Regions from separate parts of the Mus musculus genome. Here region 1 is linked to region 2. A link is a contact called in public HiChIP or PLAC-seq data. All regions are on one chromosome and are shown on one strand. The core of a region is the stretch at or near the end of the contact, and the rest is flanking DNA. Distances in the headings are between cores, read along the strand shown.

Region 1 (7,305 bases), core at 1,351-3,850, 43 kb before region 2:
TTTACACAGAGAAACTCTGTCTTTTTTTTTTTTTTAAGATTTATTTATTTATTTTATGTATATGAGTACACTGTCGCTGTCGTCAGGCACACACCAGAAGAGAGCACTGCATCTCATTACAGATGGTTGTGAGCCACCATGTGGTTGCTGGGAATTGAACTCAGGACCTCTGGAAGAGCAGTCAAGTGCTCTTAACCACCGAACCATCTCTCCAGCCCCAAGAAACTCTGTCTTGAAGACAAAACAACAGCAACAAAAGGCTGAGCCTGGTGGTCCATAACTATAACCCAAGCACTCGGAGGGGTGGGTCACCTCAGTTTTGATGTCGGCCTGGTCTACACAGAAAGTGCCATCCCATCCATCAACACACAAGGTGTATCTCAAACACACACACAACTACTCCTTTAGCAGTTATGGGGGTGTGCGGTACTATAATTACCCAAACTGTTCCATGTCCCATGGCTCTCGTTTCCCTCCTGTCAGTCTGTTCCCTTCTCAGCCACCCCCCTGTTTAGCCTCTGAGAACCTTCCTTCTGCTCTCCACTCCCAGGAGCCCCACATTCTTGTTCCATATGTAAATGAAGTGACACGCTTTTTGTCCTTCCTTAGCCTGGCTTTTTTCATTGAGCATAATCTCCAAGTTCATGCGCGTCGTTACAAACGGTTGGATTTAGGACTAAAGCTAGGATAGATAAACAAATTATTAGTGTCTAAATAATGGCGTTCCAGTGATGGGGAACTCTGTATATGTAAAGTAAAAAGAAGGCTGAGTGGGCCTTGGGATGCCAGCACTTGCTGTCTGGCAGCAGTCAGAGGAGAGAGGAAGCTTTAGGAAGCAATGGAAATGAGGAGTGATGCACAGAACAGGTAAGGACATTGAATGGAGCGCTTACTGCCAATGCTTAATGCTTAGCTACCAGGACATCATTAATTGAGACAGAGTGCCTGGGAATTTCAGAAAGCTGAAGCTAAGCTGTAGTTGATACAGATTGACTGGGAAATGAGAAAATATTTGGAGCGTATGTTTGAGTCTAGAATGCCAGACAAAAGGTCAGTTCTTGAGGACACCAAATCTGGGCCCCCCTCCCCATCTGATGAGTCTACACACATTTTTGTGTGCTTTGCCTTCAATAAATTTCAAGGTTAGCCTAGTCTACATAGTAAGTTCGAGGACAACCAGGGCCACTTAGAGAGACCCCCATCTCTAAATAAATAAATAACAGCAACAACAAAACATTCAGAGTGGTGCAAAGTTTTTACATATCAAACTGAAAGTTTGCTTTTAAGAATTCAGAAGTAAGACGGGCAGTGGTGGTGCACACCTTTAATCCCAGCATTTTGGAAGCAGAAGCAGGCAGATTTCTGAGTTCAAGGTCAGCCTGGTCTACAGAGTGAGTTTCAGGACAGCCAGGGCTATACAGAGGAAATCCTGTCTCGAAGAAGAAAAAGAAAGGAAAAAAAAAAAAAAAGAATTTAGAAGTAATAACCAAAATGTCAAACAGTCCAGTTTCCATTTCCATGGTAATGAAGTTAACCTTAAGTCACTAGACTGTGACCAATCAGTTCTTGATTGTGTGAAATGCCGTCTCATTCTAGACCTGTAAATTGTGCTAGTCAATATCTTTGAATTTAGCTGGGTGTAGTGACACACAACTTTGATTCCTGTCTTTAGTCCCAGCACCAGGAAGGCAAAGACAGACAGGTCTCTGTGAGTTTGAGTCCAGTTTAGTCTACACCATTCTGGGACAGCCAGGGCTACCTAAAGATAATCTGTCTCACTGTGGTCCTTCATGGTTAGATGGCAAAGTGTTGCAGCTTCCAGGGCAGAAGAGCGCAGGTCTTTGTTAGTTTAAACCCAGCCTGGTCTACATAGTGAGTTACAATGTTGCTAGTTAGAGACCCAAAGACCACCAAAGTCTGGTTTGACAATCTGTATTAAGTCGCTAGAAAATTCCTGGAAAGAAACTCCTCACAAAGCAGTCTCAACTGCATTTTACAGAAGCTTTTAAAGGTAAAGAGCACACAAAAACTACATCCTGTTTGGCAGTTGCAGGGCAAAGGAAAGCAAGCAGTTTAACAGAAGCCAAACGCATGCAATTAGCTGGGGGCATTTTGTCCCAAGATTCTAAAACAGGGCTGGGAACTTTCCCACAGTAAGAAAAAAAAAAGGGGTGGTGGTGGGGGAGTCAAGTTCAAAGAGGAACTTTTTGCCTTCTCACACCAGGACAGCCAGGGCTACAAAGAGATTCTGTCCGCTCCAAAAGGCAAAAATTGTATTCAGAGCTGGGAACTTTGAATATAGAATCAATCAAGTGCTTTCAGAAGAAAAGCTGAGAAGGAAAAGTCGGGCGAAAGTCTGCATTTAGCCAATTCCAACCTGGCAATTCAAAAGCCTGAAAGTGCAGGGACCTCAGTTACTGACCATTTAGTGACAGACTCCAGGGCCCTATCCCTGGGAATATTTTGCTTTCGAGACCGGAAGTGAGCCCGAGACGGCGGAATTACGGTAAATTAGAACCGAAACTTCCGGCGGCACGTAGCTGCGATTGGTCGAATCTGAGAGGGAGGCGGGGCCCCGGTAATTCAAAAGAGAGAAGCGGGCCGAAGAAGGGAAGGCTATGAGCTTAAGGGCTAAGACGTGTCCGCAGCGACGGGAGATGGCGTCGGCCACCTCAGGTACGCGGGCCGGGAGGAGGGAGCACCACTGCGTGAGACTTACAGAGTAGCAGTGGTCCCGGAAAATCCAGCCGGCGCGGGGCGGAAGGGCGAGGGGACGCTGGCTGGCGGGCGTGGAGGTGGGCGCCACCGCACCCTGTCCTCTATTCGCTGCCTTCGGCGGTGTAGAGGGGGTTGAGACCCTGCCGAGGCTCCAGCTCCTGTCTAGAGCCTGAGCGCTAATGTGTGCGCTTCAATTTGTGTCATCTGTAAAGCCGGGCAGCCACCCGTCTGTAAAGACTGAGCAGCGAAGAGCCTCTTTATCTGTCTGTCTGTCTGTCTGTCTGTTCAGAGATCCCACTCCGACTGAAGGCTGTGTGAGATCACACGGCAAAGGAAAATCCTTTCCCTCCAGCCTTGGAACCGGATGCTGTTTTCCTGGTGAAAAGGCTGGCTGCCAGGAGATTCCAAATCTTTCCTAAGACGATTTGCGTATGCGTGTCTTTCCTCTTTCTATAGGCCGAAATCTGGCCTGTTTGTTTGGCTTTGGGGGAGGCAGACCTTTAGGAGAACGCCTCAGCCAGGCAGTGCTGCAAGCATTTTGTGATGAACCGTTTAATGTTGTACAGAGCTCTGAGGTCATGACTGTTAATGCCCTGTCTTTAACAAAAAGCTTTAATTTTATCAATGTGTGCCACCTATGTGTGGATCTCCGCAGAAGCCAGAAGTGTTGGACCCTCTAAAGCTGGAGTTACTGGCAGCTGTGAGCCACCAGATGTGGACCCTGGGAACCAAACTCAGAACCTCTAGAAAACTAATAGGCACTCAATTTCTAAGGCTCACCAGCCCCCTGTACTTGTGTTTTGACAAGAGGAAGCAGGCATAAATGGGGTAGATAGCTTCTTCAAGATAGCACAACTAGTAAATATTGGGAATCTAAATTCACACTCAGGTAGTTACACTGTAATGCCTCTGCCCTTGACAGTTATGTCCGAATACAGACTCTGAGACCCAGGGTGCTTGGTATGTAGTAAACGTTAAAGTGCTGAAAGACTGTTAGCCCTTTCCAAGAAATTACAATCATTTTCAAATAGTCCCATAAACAAATGTAGTATGAGGAAATACATTGGTAGAAAAGCATAAACTTGTAGTGTAGAATCTGAAACAAACCTTTGGGTATTTTGAGAAATCTTTATTAAGAAATGGTAATTGGAAGCTGAGTGGTGGCGCACACCTTTAATCCCAGAACTCAAGAGGCAGAGGCAGGTGGATCTCAGTTCAAGGCCAGCCTGGTCTACAGAGTGGGTTCCAGGACAGCCAGGGCTACACAGAGAAACCCTGTCTGGAAAAACCAAAATAAGAGAAGGGAAGAGAGAGAAATGATAGTTAGGACTGAGAGAGGAGCTGGGTTTAGTGCTCTGTAATTCCAGTAACGGTCCCGTTCACCAGGCTTGGACATGGTGCACATACTTTCGTGCCGAATTTTGAATTCCATTAGTCAGATAGGATTCAGACCGAGAGACTGATTGCCTCCTGGATCTCCATGCAGGCAGGCAAAACACGTACATAAAAAGATAGTGAAAATGGTAGTTAAAGTGGGTTCAGAGGTTGGGTGGACTTTTACTCAACCTTGAAAATATCAAAAAGAGCAAGCGTTGCTTAGCAATAAAAGAGGCCAGGAAGATTGTGGTGAATGGTTGTCTCTTCCTAGTAGAGAGGAGCAAGCTGGGAGCACCGCTCAGCGGTAAAGTCCTTGTCCCGGAAGCCTGAGGACTGAGTTTCATCCCATGTTGAGGAACACTAGGGTTTGATCTTTGGCCTCCATGCCCATGTGCATTCGCACATAGGTGTGGGTGTGCACAAACAGAAGAAGAATTAAAACCTACCACTGGTGTGATCCTCACACGCAAAAGGCCAAGGTAGGAGGATTGGGAGCTCAGGGCCAGCTTTTCTCAAAAAACAAAAACATATTTAAGAAGATAGAGCCAGCCGGGTTTGGTGGCGCATGCCTTTAATCCCAGCACTTGGGAGGCAGAGGCAGGCAGATTTCTGAGTTCGAGGCCAGCCTGGTCTACAAAGTGAGTTCCAGGACAGCCAGAGCTATACAGAGAAACCCTGTCTCGAAAAACCAAAAAAAAAAAAAAAAAAAAAGGTAGAGCCAAGGCTAGCAAGATGGCTCAGCTGCTAAGAAAATTGGATGTTCTTCCAGAGAATCCTGGTTGGGTTCCCAGCACCCACATGGTGGCTCACAACCATCTATAACTCCAGTTTTGGAAGATCTGATGCCCTCTTCTGGCTTCCACGGTCATCGGGAATGTATGAGGTTCTCTTAGGGTTATCATTGCTGTGATGAAACACAGTGACCAAAAGCAAGTTTATGTGGCTTACACTCCCACATTTTAATCCATCACTGAAGGAAGTCAGGACAGGAATGCAAGCAGGGTTGCAACTGATACTCAGGAGCTGATGCAGGGGCCATGGAGGGATGCTGTTTACTTCATCCGCTCACTCTCCGTTCACCATGGCCTGCTTTCCTACAAGACCCAGGACTACCAACCCAAGGATACTGACACCACCCGAGTCAGTCACTAGTTAAGAAAATGTTCTACAGCTTTTTCTTATGGAGGCTTTTGCTCCACTGAGATTGCTACCTTTCAGGTGACTCCAGTTTATATCAAATTGATATAAAACTAGCCAGCACAGTAGCACACAGACATACATAACATCAGAGAAATTTTAAATTAAAAAGAGTTAACAGGTATTGATGACTGTGGGAAGAAAGAAAACAGTTAAAAATTCTTCTTGTGGGGGGTCTGAGCTATTTGTGGGTGTTAGCAAAGTGAGGAAACAGTTGCAGAGATGGGCAAGGGAAGAGTTTAGTACAGGTGGAATTTGAGGTACCTAAGAACATCCAGGAGAAGCTAGATGGTAGCTTGGGCGGAAGCTCTGCCAGCCAGAGACAGCTCTTTAATAGGAAGTGCTAAGGAGGAGTCATCAACTTGAAGATGGTTTGTTTTTTTGTGTTTTTTTTTCCGGTTTTTCAAGACAGGGTTTCTCTGTATAGCCCTGCTGTCCTGGAACTCACTGTGTAGACCAGACTGGCCTCAAACTCAGAAATCCTCCTGCCTCTGCCTCCCGCCCGAGTGCTGGGATTAAAGGCGTGCACCACCACCACCCGGGTGAAGATAATATTTTTAAAAGGAACAAAAGATAATTGGTGCCAAGAGAGCAGGTGACTGTGCCTGTGAAGTGAATCTGAGCTATCTCACCTAGGGACGTTTGTACCCCAGTGAACATGTGGAAGCGTCTGGAGACGGTTTGCTCATTACAACTTGGAGGTGAATAAGGAGAGTGCTACCGGGGTTGAACAGTTTACAGTGTGACAGCCTCGAAACAAAGAACTATACAACTCAGAATGCTAGTAATACAAAAGTTGACAGAGGATGGGACATAGGGAAAGCATTTAATTAAGATTGCTAAACTGAGGAATAGTCAGGAAAACTAATAAGATAACCAGGGAAATGGATGGCTGGGAAACTTGTCTCACAAGTGTGCTGGGTTTTGAATTCCTTCAGGAAGGAGGTCAGGGTTCAGACTCAGGCACTGAGTGTCTAGCACTATAGAGGCCCCTTATGATCGCAAAACAAACCAACCAAACTGAAACAATTTTAGAATAAATGATCCAGGCTTGAATCTCTCTGAACTTTGTTATGATACTTTCCAAGATAAGATAAATTATTATGAGCCTGGCGTGGTGGCGCACACCTTTAGTCCCAGCACTTGGGAGGCAGAGGCAGGTGGATTTCTGAGTTCAAGGCCAGCCTGGTCTACAAAGTGAGTTCCAGGAGAGCCAAGGCTACCCAGAGAAACCCTGTCTCCAAAAACAAAAACAAACAAACAAAAAAAGACTTATTTATTTTATATATGTGAGTACACTGTAGCTGTCTTCAGACACATCAGATCCCATTACAGATGGTTGTGAGCCACCATGTGGGTGCTGGGAATTCAACTCAGGACCTCTGGAAGAGCAGTCAATGCTCTTAACTGCTGAGCCATCTCTCCAGCCCCAGAGATTCTTTTTTTTTTTTTTTTTAACCTGTAAATAGAGGCTTGGGGCTGGAGGGAGGGCTCATCTATAAGATCTCATGCTGCTTTCCAAAGGACCTGAGTTGGTTCTGAGCACCTGCATTGGACTGTTCACATCTTCTATACCTCTAGCTCCAGAGGACCTGACTCTCGATTCCGGCCTTGGTGGGCACCGCTCTAGGAGGGGCATTCATTCAAACAGACATATATCATAAATAAAAAATAAGGATTAAAAAAAAAACTTTTGTGTTTTTTGACAATAAAAAATAGTTTAGGATTTTTTTCCAATGACTAAATCACTGGAAAGAAATGACGAGTGTGTCAGATAAGAGTTACACGTCTGTATCTTTGTCTTGTTTGCCTTTTGTATTTAACTAAATGATCAACAAGTCATTTCAGTAAAACCCAGGACTTTTCCCTTTTTATTGATGTGTGTGTATGTGTGTACATGGGGGGGGGGTGCCCATAGCGACCAGAAAAGGATATTGGCCTCAAACTCAAGACATTTCTCCTGGCCTGGCCCCCAGGTGTTTACCATGAACCTAACCTGGGTCCTCTGTGTAA
Region 2 (7,433 bases), core at 4,183-6,682:
TAAATAAATCTTTAAAAAAAAAACATGATGAAGAAAGCCGGGCGTGGTGGCGCATGCCTTTAATCCTAGCACTCAGGAGGCAGGGGCAGGTGGATTTCTGAGTTCAAAGCCAGCCTGGTCTACAGAGTGAGTTTCAGGACAGCCAGGGCTATACAGATAAATCATGTTTCAAAAAGCAACATGTGGTGGTCTCACCACCTATCTCAATCAATTCTGCCCAGGTATAGGCTGTAGAAATAACTTGGGGGCAAGGTCACATAGCGTCTTGTCTCTTGGGGACCTGAACTTAGCATTACACTTGAATCTAGCTTGTGTCAAGTTGACAAGAACCTACTCCGGACAGGATATAGTGTAGTTTCCCAGCATGTGCAAGGAAGGCCCTAGGCTAGATTCTTCTCTCTTTCTGTATTTTATTTATTTTATGTATGAGTGCTCTGTCTGCATGTACACCTGCATGCCAGAAGAGGGCATCAGATCCCACTATAGATGCTTGTGATCCACCATGTGGTTGCTGGGAATTGAACTCAGGACCTCTGAAGGAACATACAGTGTTCTTAACCACTGAGCCATCTCTCCAGTCCACTAGGTTACATTATCAACACTGCCAAAACAAAGATGCTTTGCCCAAGCATGGTGGCACATGCTTGTAACCCCCACACTAGGGAGACTGAAGTGAGGACATGGAGAGTTTAAAACCAGTCTGGGCTACATAACAAGAGTCTGTACAAAACAAAGAAATAAAAGGGTAATGATTTGTTTTTTCAGACCTCCCAACCACATTCCAAATATTCAGTAGAATCACAGTCTAGCGACAGAAGATATGGAATATTTCCAGGTGCTGGAGAGATGACTCAGCAGTTACGAACACCTGTTGCCCCAGGCAGTGGTGTCATCGTATGCCTTTAATTCCAGCACTTGGGAGGCAGAGGCAGAGGCAGAGGCAGGCAGATTTCTGAGTTCCAGGCCAGCCTGGTCTACAGAGTGAGTTTCAGGACAGCCAGGGCTATATAGAGAAACCATGTTTCAAAAAACAACAACAACAAACAAACAAACAAACACTTGTTGCTTTTGCAAGGGACAGGAGTTTGTTCCCAGCACCCATAATAGGCAATCCACAACTGCCTGTGTCTCTAGTTTCAGTAAATCTAAAGCTTTCTTCTGGCCTCTATAGGCATTGCGCATACTCATACATACATACATACATACATACATACGCATGTGTGCACACACACATACACACTGAAGGAAGGGAGGAGGGAGGGAGGAAGGGAGGCAAGCCTCTGCTTTGCCTAGCAGACTTGATTGCCTTTTTCTGACTGGAATAGACATGTCCAAAGTCCAAGAGGGGCTGGGTCTAAGGATGGGCAGTACTTGGGTGTGTCACATTCTCAAACAAACCGAGCACTGAAGGAAACCAGCCAGGATTCACAGGTAGATACAATGGTGTGGGTAGATACAAAACCATTCACCCCTCCTTCCCACTCCATCCTGCTCTTGTTTCTTCTGACAGTGGGAGCTGGGGGCGTCCACAAGCTAAGAACGGTGGAGATTCTTCACCTTCACTGGGTTTTGCTGTGTTAGGAATCCACGTGGTTCGATGGGAGCATCACTTGGGTCTTCTTTTTTCTTTTTTTATTTTCTTTTATATTTTAATTTATTTAATTTATTATATGTAAGTATACTATAGCTGTCTTCAGACTTCAGAAGAGGGAATCAGGTCTTGTTACAGATGGTTGTGAGCCACCATGTGGTTGCTGGAGTTTGAACTCAGGACCTCCGGAAGAGCAGTCAGTGCTCTTAACCACTGGGTCTTTTCCTGGTGGGGACCCCACTTCTGAAAAGTTCACCTCAGGACTGCTTAGAGCACAGGGAGGCAGAGGGGTGCAGACAGACATCTGAATACAGCCAGGCTTTCTTGACTCGTGGAATAAAAAGCTGCTTGACTCTGGAGAAGTCAGTAACCCTCACAGAACTGTGGCTCTCCAGCGTGGGTGGGACAAGGCAACATCGGGGTGTCCCCACTCAGCTTGGTGCACCTTAGGAAATGGGAACCTTTGATTCACAGGTGTGTGGAGGGAGTGGGCGGGAGGGAGGGAAAGGTGGCTGTACATCTCTCTGGCTTCTGTGGGTAAATGGAAGCAAGCAGTTCTTTGCAGAGGTGGGGTCTGAGGTGGGATAAGAAAAGGAGAAGCAGGTATGGCAGAGCCTGCTTTTCATTCCAGAAGACTGAGGCAGGAAGCCGGTGAGCTCAGAGTTGGCCAGCTATCTCAGAAGTAGGGGTGGGGCAGGAGGAGGGTGTAGGGGGAAGGAAGAGGAGGAAGAGGGGGAACAGGAGGAAGAGCACTGAGAGATGGCTCAGATGTAAGGAGTGCTTGGAGAGGACCCAAGTTTGAGTCCCAGCACCCACATTGGGTGACTCAGTCACCTCTAAGTCTAACTCCAGGGGTTCTGACATCCTCCTCTGACCTCTGCAGGGCCCCAGGTACATACAAAGTGCACATACATATGTGCAGGCAAAACATTCATGCATGTAAAATAAGTCACATTATATACATATAGAAGAAGAAGCGCTCACTGCTCCTGCAGAGGACCAAGTTCAGTCCCCAGCACCCGTATGGTGGCTCACAACTGCCACTAACTCTAGTTCCGGGGAATCTGGTCTCTGAAGGCTCCTGCATGCAAGCACACAGTGCACATAAACTTATGCAAGCAGGGCTCAGCAGGTAAGAGCACTGACTGCTCTTCCAGGAGTCCTGAGTTCAAATCCCAGCAACCACATGGTGGCTCACAACCATCTGTAATGGGATCCAATGCCCTCTTCTGGTGTGTCAGTGTGTCATTCCAGGCTGAGGCAGGAGAATCTCGAGTTCTAGGCCAGCCTGGTGTGTGTGTGTATGTGTGTGTGTGTGTGTGTGTGTGTGTGTGTGTGTGTGTATGTATATATATATATATATATGTATGTACATGTATATATACACATTGTGTACTCATGTAAATAAACTAAATCTTTTTTAAAAACTTATGTAAGCAAGTACATATGACATGAAGTAAAATATTTTATGTTTTAAAAAGCAGAGGAGGTGGGAATAGGAAGGGGACAATCAGGGGAGCTGGGAAGGGGAGGCAAATTTTGGACTACCCTGCTTTGTCCCGAATGCCCTGTTTAATCTTTTGTCTTCTCCACCTGTCCTTTTTCGTGCTGCAATCAGGTTAGGCCGGGGCTTGGGATTCACCATGGCAACTGAAGAGGCCATCATCCGCATCCCCCCATACCACTACATCCATGTGCTGGACCAGAACAGTAATGTGTCCCGTGTAGAGGTTGGACCAAAGACCTACATCCGGCAGGACAATGAGAGGTTGGTGTAGAGCTGTCCCAGCCTGGCTGGTGGGAATGACCCTCATCTGGGTGGCCGGGAGGTTTCTCTTGCTTTTACTGTCTCCTTTGGAACATCATCCTGGCTCCTCACGCCCCTTCTTATCTTACAACAGGGTACTGTTTGCCCCAGTTCGCATGGTGACGGTCCCACCACGCCACTACTGCATAGTGGCCAACCCTGTGTCCCGGGACGCCCAGAGTTCTGTGTTGTTTGACGTCACAGGACAAGTCCGGCTCCGGCACGCTGACCAGGAGATCCGACTAGCCCAGGACCCCTTCCCTCTGTACCCAGGGGAGCTGCTGGAAAAGGTACCTTGCTTTCCTCTCTTGAGGCAGACGCTGCCTGCTCTGCGGCGGCTCCCGTAGGAAGGGCTGAGGAGGTAGCTATGGATTCTTATCAGGGGCAAAGACGACTCACAGTCCTTCCATTCTAACTCCCCTGCTCTCCCCACACACCTCAGACAGACTTACACTAGCTCACAATATCCATGCCTATATGCCTGGGAATGTTGCCATGCAGACATGGACCACCATCATAGCCAGACCCTCATCCATTTGCCCCATCGCTTGAGCTCCCAAGCAAGGGAGTCTACCAAGTTTTTAAAATAGTTCTAACTCTACCTGCTTGGTATTTTATGCTTTTAAAGTGACTTTATCCACTGGCCAGTGCCTTTTCTGTTATCGTTACATTGTATCTCCTTATTTCATGGGGGCAGGGGCAGGGCATGCACACCTGCTACAGACCTGCATGCGGAGGTCAGAGGACAGCTTGCAGGGGTCAGTGCTGTCCTTCCACCATGTGGGTCCTGGGGTTGAACTCAGGTCACCAGGCTTGGCAGCAAGGGCCATCACCATTGAGCAGTCTTGCCAGCTCACTCTTAAATTTTCCTTTTTTTTTTTCCCCAGTGCTAAGGATAGAACCTAGTTCATTGTGTATGCTAGGCAAGTGCTCTATATCTGTAAATCCTAATGGGTGCTTCTTGCTCTTGAGAGCCTAATAGCATAACTCTGGGTGTGTCCACGGCTGGGGAGAAAGACAATAGAAGTAACCAGGGGTCAGTGAGATGGTCCAGAAGAACTTGCTGCATAAGCCTGACAACCTGAGATCAGTGCCCCAGACCCGTGCCTGTGCTGGGAAGAGAGAACCCAGCTCCCGAGCATTTTCCTCAGACTTCCAAACATGCATGGTAATTCATGTGTAGCTACACATACACACATGAATACATAAAGTGAAAATTTTAATGAAACAATAAATAACGAGGACAAAGCAATCCTAGAAAGAATCCGTGAAGCCGGGCAGTGGTGACGCACGCCTTTAGTCCCAGCACTCGGGAGGCACAGGCAGGCGGATTTCTGAGTTCAAGGCCAGCCTGGTCTACAGAGTGAGCTCCAGGACAGCCAGGGCTACATAATGAAATCCTGTCTAGAAACCCTCCCACCACCACCACCACCACCCCACCCTGCTGCAGAGAGAGAGAGAAGGAGAGGGAGCTATCTGCCTATCTATCTATCTATCTATCTATCTATCCATCCATCCATCCATCCATCCATCTATTTATTTATTTATTTATTTATTTATTATATGTAAGTACACTGTAGCTGTCTTCAGATCTCATTATGGGTGGTTGTGAGCCACCATGTGGTTGCTGGGATTTGAACTCAGGACCTCTGGAAGAGCAATCAGTGCTCTTAACCGCTGAGCCATCTCACCAGCCCCCTTATTTATTTATTTTATGTGAGTGCACTGTTGCTCTCTTCAGACACACCAGAAGAGGGTATCAGATCTCATTACAGATGGCTGTGAGCCACCATGTGGTTGCTGGAAATTGAACTCAGGACTTCTGCTGAGCCATCTCTCCAGCCCAGCTCTGTTCTTTCTAAGTTTCAGTATTGGTTCAAGATACCACCAGGCGAAGGAGTGCCTAAGCTAGACGAATGAACGGAAGAAACAGTGGGGGCAGCCAGTTGTCACTGTCATCCTAGTCACTTAGGCAGGGAGCAGGCCAGGGAGGTGCCGTGGCTCTGTGATGCAGCAGACAGGAAATGACAGCGAGGTGTGTGGACATGTGCCTTAGAGAGCAGAGGCAGGAAGATGGTGATCTTGAGGCAAGTCTAGGTTAGACAGAAGCCGATCGGGAGATCTGTTTTCTCCATCCCAGAGTGAGGCCAGGAGATAAAGTGGCTGCCCACCTCTACAGCGCAGACCTACACGGGGAATACGGGCATCACTCGGGTGAATGTCCTGACACTATTCTTTAACAGCTTTGTAGGCTAGTTCAGCTCACACGTATCTGCTCATCTTTCCTGCCTCGTTTAGAATATTTTCAGAGACCAAATCTAGTCATTTTTATAAACTTTTAGGTTCATCTGCTTTTGTAAGGCCTCCCCTTCCTACGAGCACAAGGCAATACTGAAAGCAAAGCTACAAGATTAAAACCTGCATTTTACACCCCTTTATTCCGTCCTCCTTTCTCTTTTTTGCTTTTTGGGGGCACGGTTGCATGTAGCCCAAGCTGACTTAGAACTTGCTGTGCAATTCCATCCCTGCTTCGCCTGTTGGCGTTTATCAGGTGCTGTGATTATAGGCGTGTGCCACTACACCCCGCTTTATGTTTGAATTTCAAATCCTTCCTAGTTCAGTGATTCTCAGTCTTCCTAATGCTGCCGCCCTATACAGTCCCTCATGTTGTGGTGATCCCCAAATCGCTACTTCATAACTACTCTTTTGAATCCTAATATACATCTCTGATATGTAACCCCGGAGGGGTCATGACCCACAGGCTAAGAACCCCTGTTCTAGCACATCAGTGTGAACCAGGTCCTGCAGGTGGTGTTCGGCTGCCTAAATGTCTCTCCCAGTTTCCCACTAGGTCCCCTCCTTACACTTGTCCTCGACAGTCAGAAGAGAGTGCCCTTGGCTCAGGAGCAGTGACATCCTCCTTAGTTCTTCAGACCTGGTGGCCCTGGGCCCACTCCTACCTTGTATATCACACTAGGATTTTAATGGAGATACACAAAGATGGCTGGGTGTGTGGCTCGGTGGGAGAACACTTGCTCAGCATTCACAAGGCCCTGTTCTGATCCACAGCAGTGTGGACCTCTCAGAGACTGGTGCTGTGGCTCTGGTCTCCAAGTATCAGGTTTGAGCTCGGAATCACAGCTTGAACACTCATGACCCTTCTTTCCCTGCAGGACATCACCCCGCTGCAGGTGGTTCTGCCCAACACTGCCCTGCATCTGAAGGCATTGCTGGACTTTGAAGATAAGAATGGAGACAAGGTCATGGCAGGAGACGAGTGGCTGTTTGAGGGACCTGGTGAGTTCTGTCCCCATCTCTTGGTGCTTGTCTGGGCCGGGGCTTCCTGCCTTTCTCCCATAACCCTGACATCTTTGGCTGTGAGCATCAGCTGTCTCCTCCTCTCCTTCCCCAGGCACCTACATCCCACAGAAGGAGGTGGAAGTCGTGGAGATCATTCAGGCCACAGTCATCAAACAGAACCAAGCTCTGCGGCTCAGGGCCCGCAAGGAATGCTTTGACCGGGATGGCAAGGAACGGGTGACAGGTGGGAATGACTGCAGCACTGTGGTGGATGGGCAGGCAGGAAGGAGGGAGGGCCTGCAGGGAAAGCAAGAGGAACCACGTGAAGCCAGAGAAGTGAGGTGTGTGTGTATGTGTTTTGTTTTTGTTTTGTTTTGTTTTTGAGACAGAGTTTTTCTGTGTAGACCAGGCTGGCCTGGAACTCAGAGATTGCCTGCCTCTACCTCCCAAGGGCTGGGATTAAAGGTGTTTACCAGTACTGCCCAGCATATGTCTGTCTTCCATTGTTTGTTTATGTTGTTGTTTTAAAGATTTAAAATATATATTTATATAATTACCTTATTTTTATGTGTATAAGTGTTTTGTATGTCTGTATGTCTGTATGCACCACTTTGTGTCTGGTGCCCATGGAGGCCACAAGAGGGTGACAGATCCCTGGAACTGGAGTTATAGACAGTTGTGAGCCACCATGCGGGTGCTGGGAACTGAACCCCGGTCCTCTGGAAGAACAGCCAA

What was found. HiChIP or PLAC-seq counts read pairs in DNA pulled down with a chosen protein or histone mark.
Region 1: an H3K4me3 HiChIP or PLAC-seq map of the SCID.adh cell line shows a contact between it and region 2, with 12 read pairs. The contact joins the promoter of Kif22 here to the enhancer-like site in region 2. A contact is called at or near these places in 3 of 39 promoter capture datasets (hematopoietic stem and progenitor cells, liver and macrophages), 7 of 484 Hi-C or Micro-C datasets (the G1E-ER4 cell line, bone marrow-derived dendritic cells, bone marrow-derived macrophages and 3 more), 4 of 115 datasets of contacts at active chromatin or transcription factors (the SCID.adh cell line, bone marrow-derived macrophages and embryonic stem cells) and 3 of 9 other capture datasets (adipose tissue, liver and pancreatic islet).

The regions. Positions count from the first base shown.
Region 1 is chr7:127,037,715-127,045,019 of GRCm38.p6, reverse strand. Kif22 (kinesin family member 22) reads left to right here and starts at 2,600. Exons shown (of 14, transcript NM_145588.1): 1 at 2,600-2,676. The coding sequence starts at 2,619.
Region 2 is chr7:126,997,735-127,005,167 of GRCm38.p6, reverse strand. It overlaps Mvp (major vault protein), which reads left to right. Exons shown (of 15, transcript NM_080638.3): 2 at 3,210-3,359; 3 at 3,493-3,688; 4 at 6,572-6,695; 5 at 6,811-6,942. Among named protein-coding and RNA genes, the nearest start is that of Mvp, 13 kb to the left of the region's middle. Within about 2 kb of position 5,432, at least 21 of the 459 cell types and tissues checked have an H3K27ac peak or open chromatin away from gene starts, as enhancers often do. A contact at or near this core is called in the SCID.adh cell line, where this site is marked.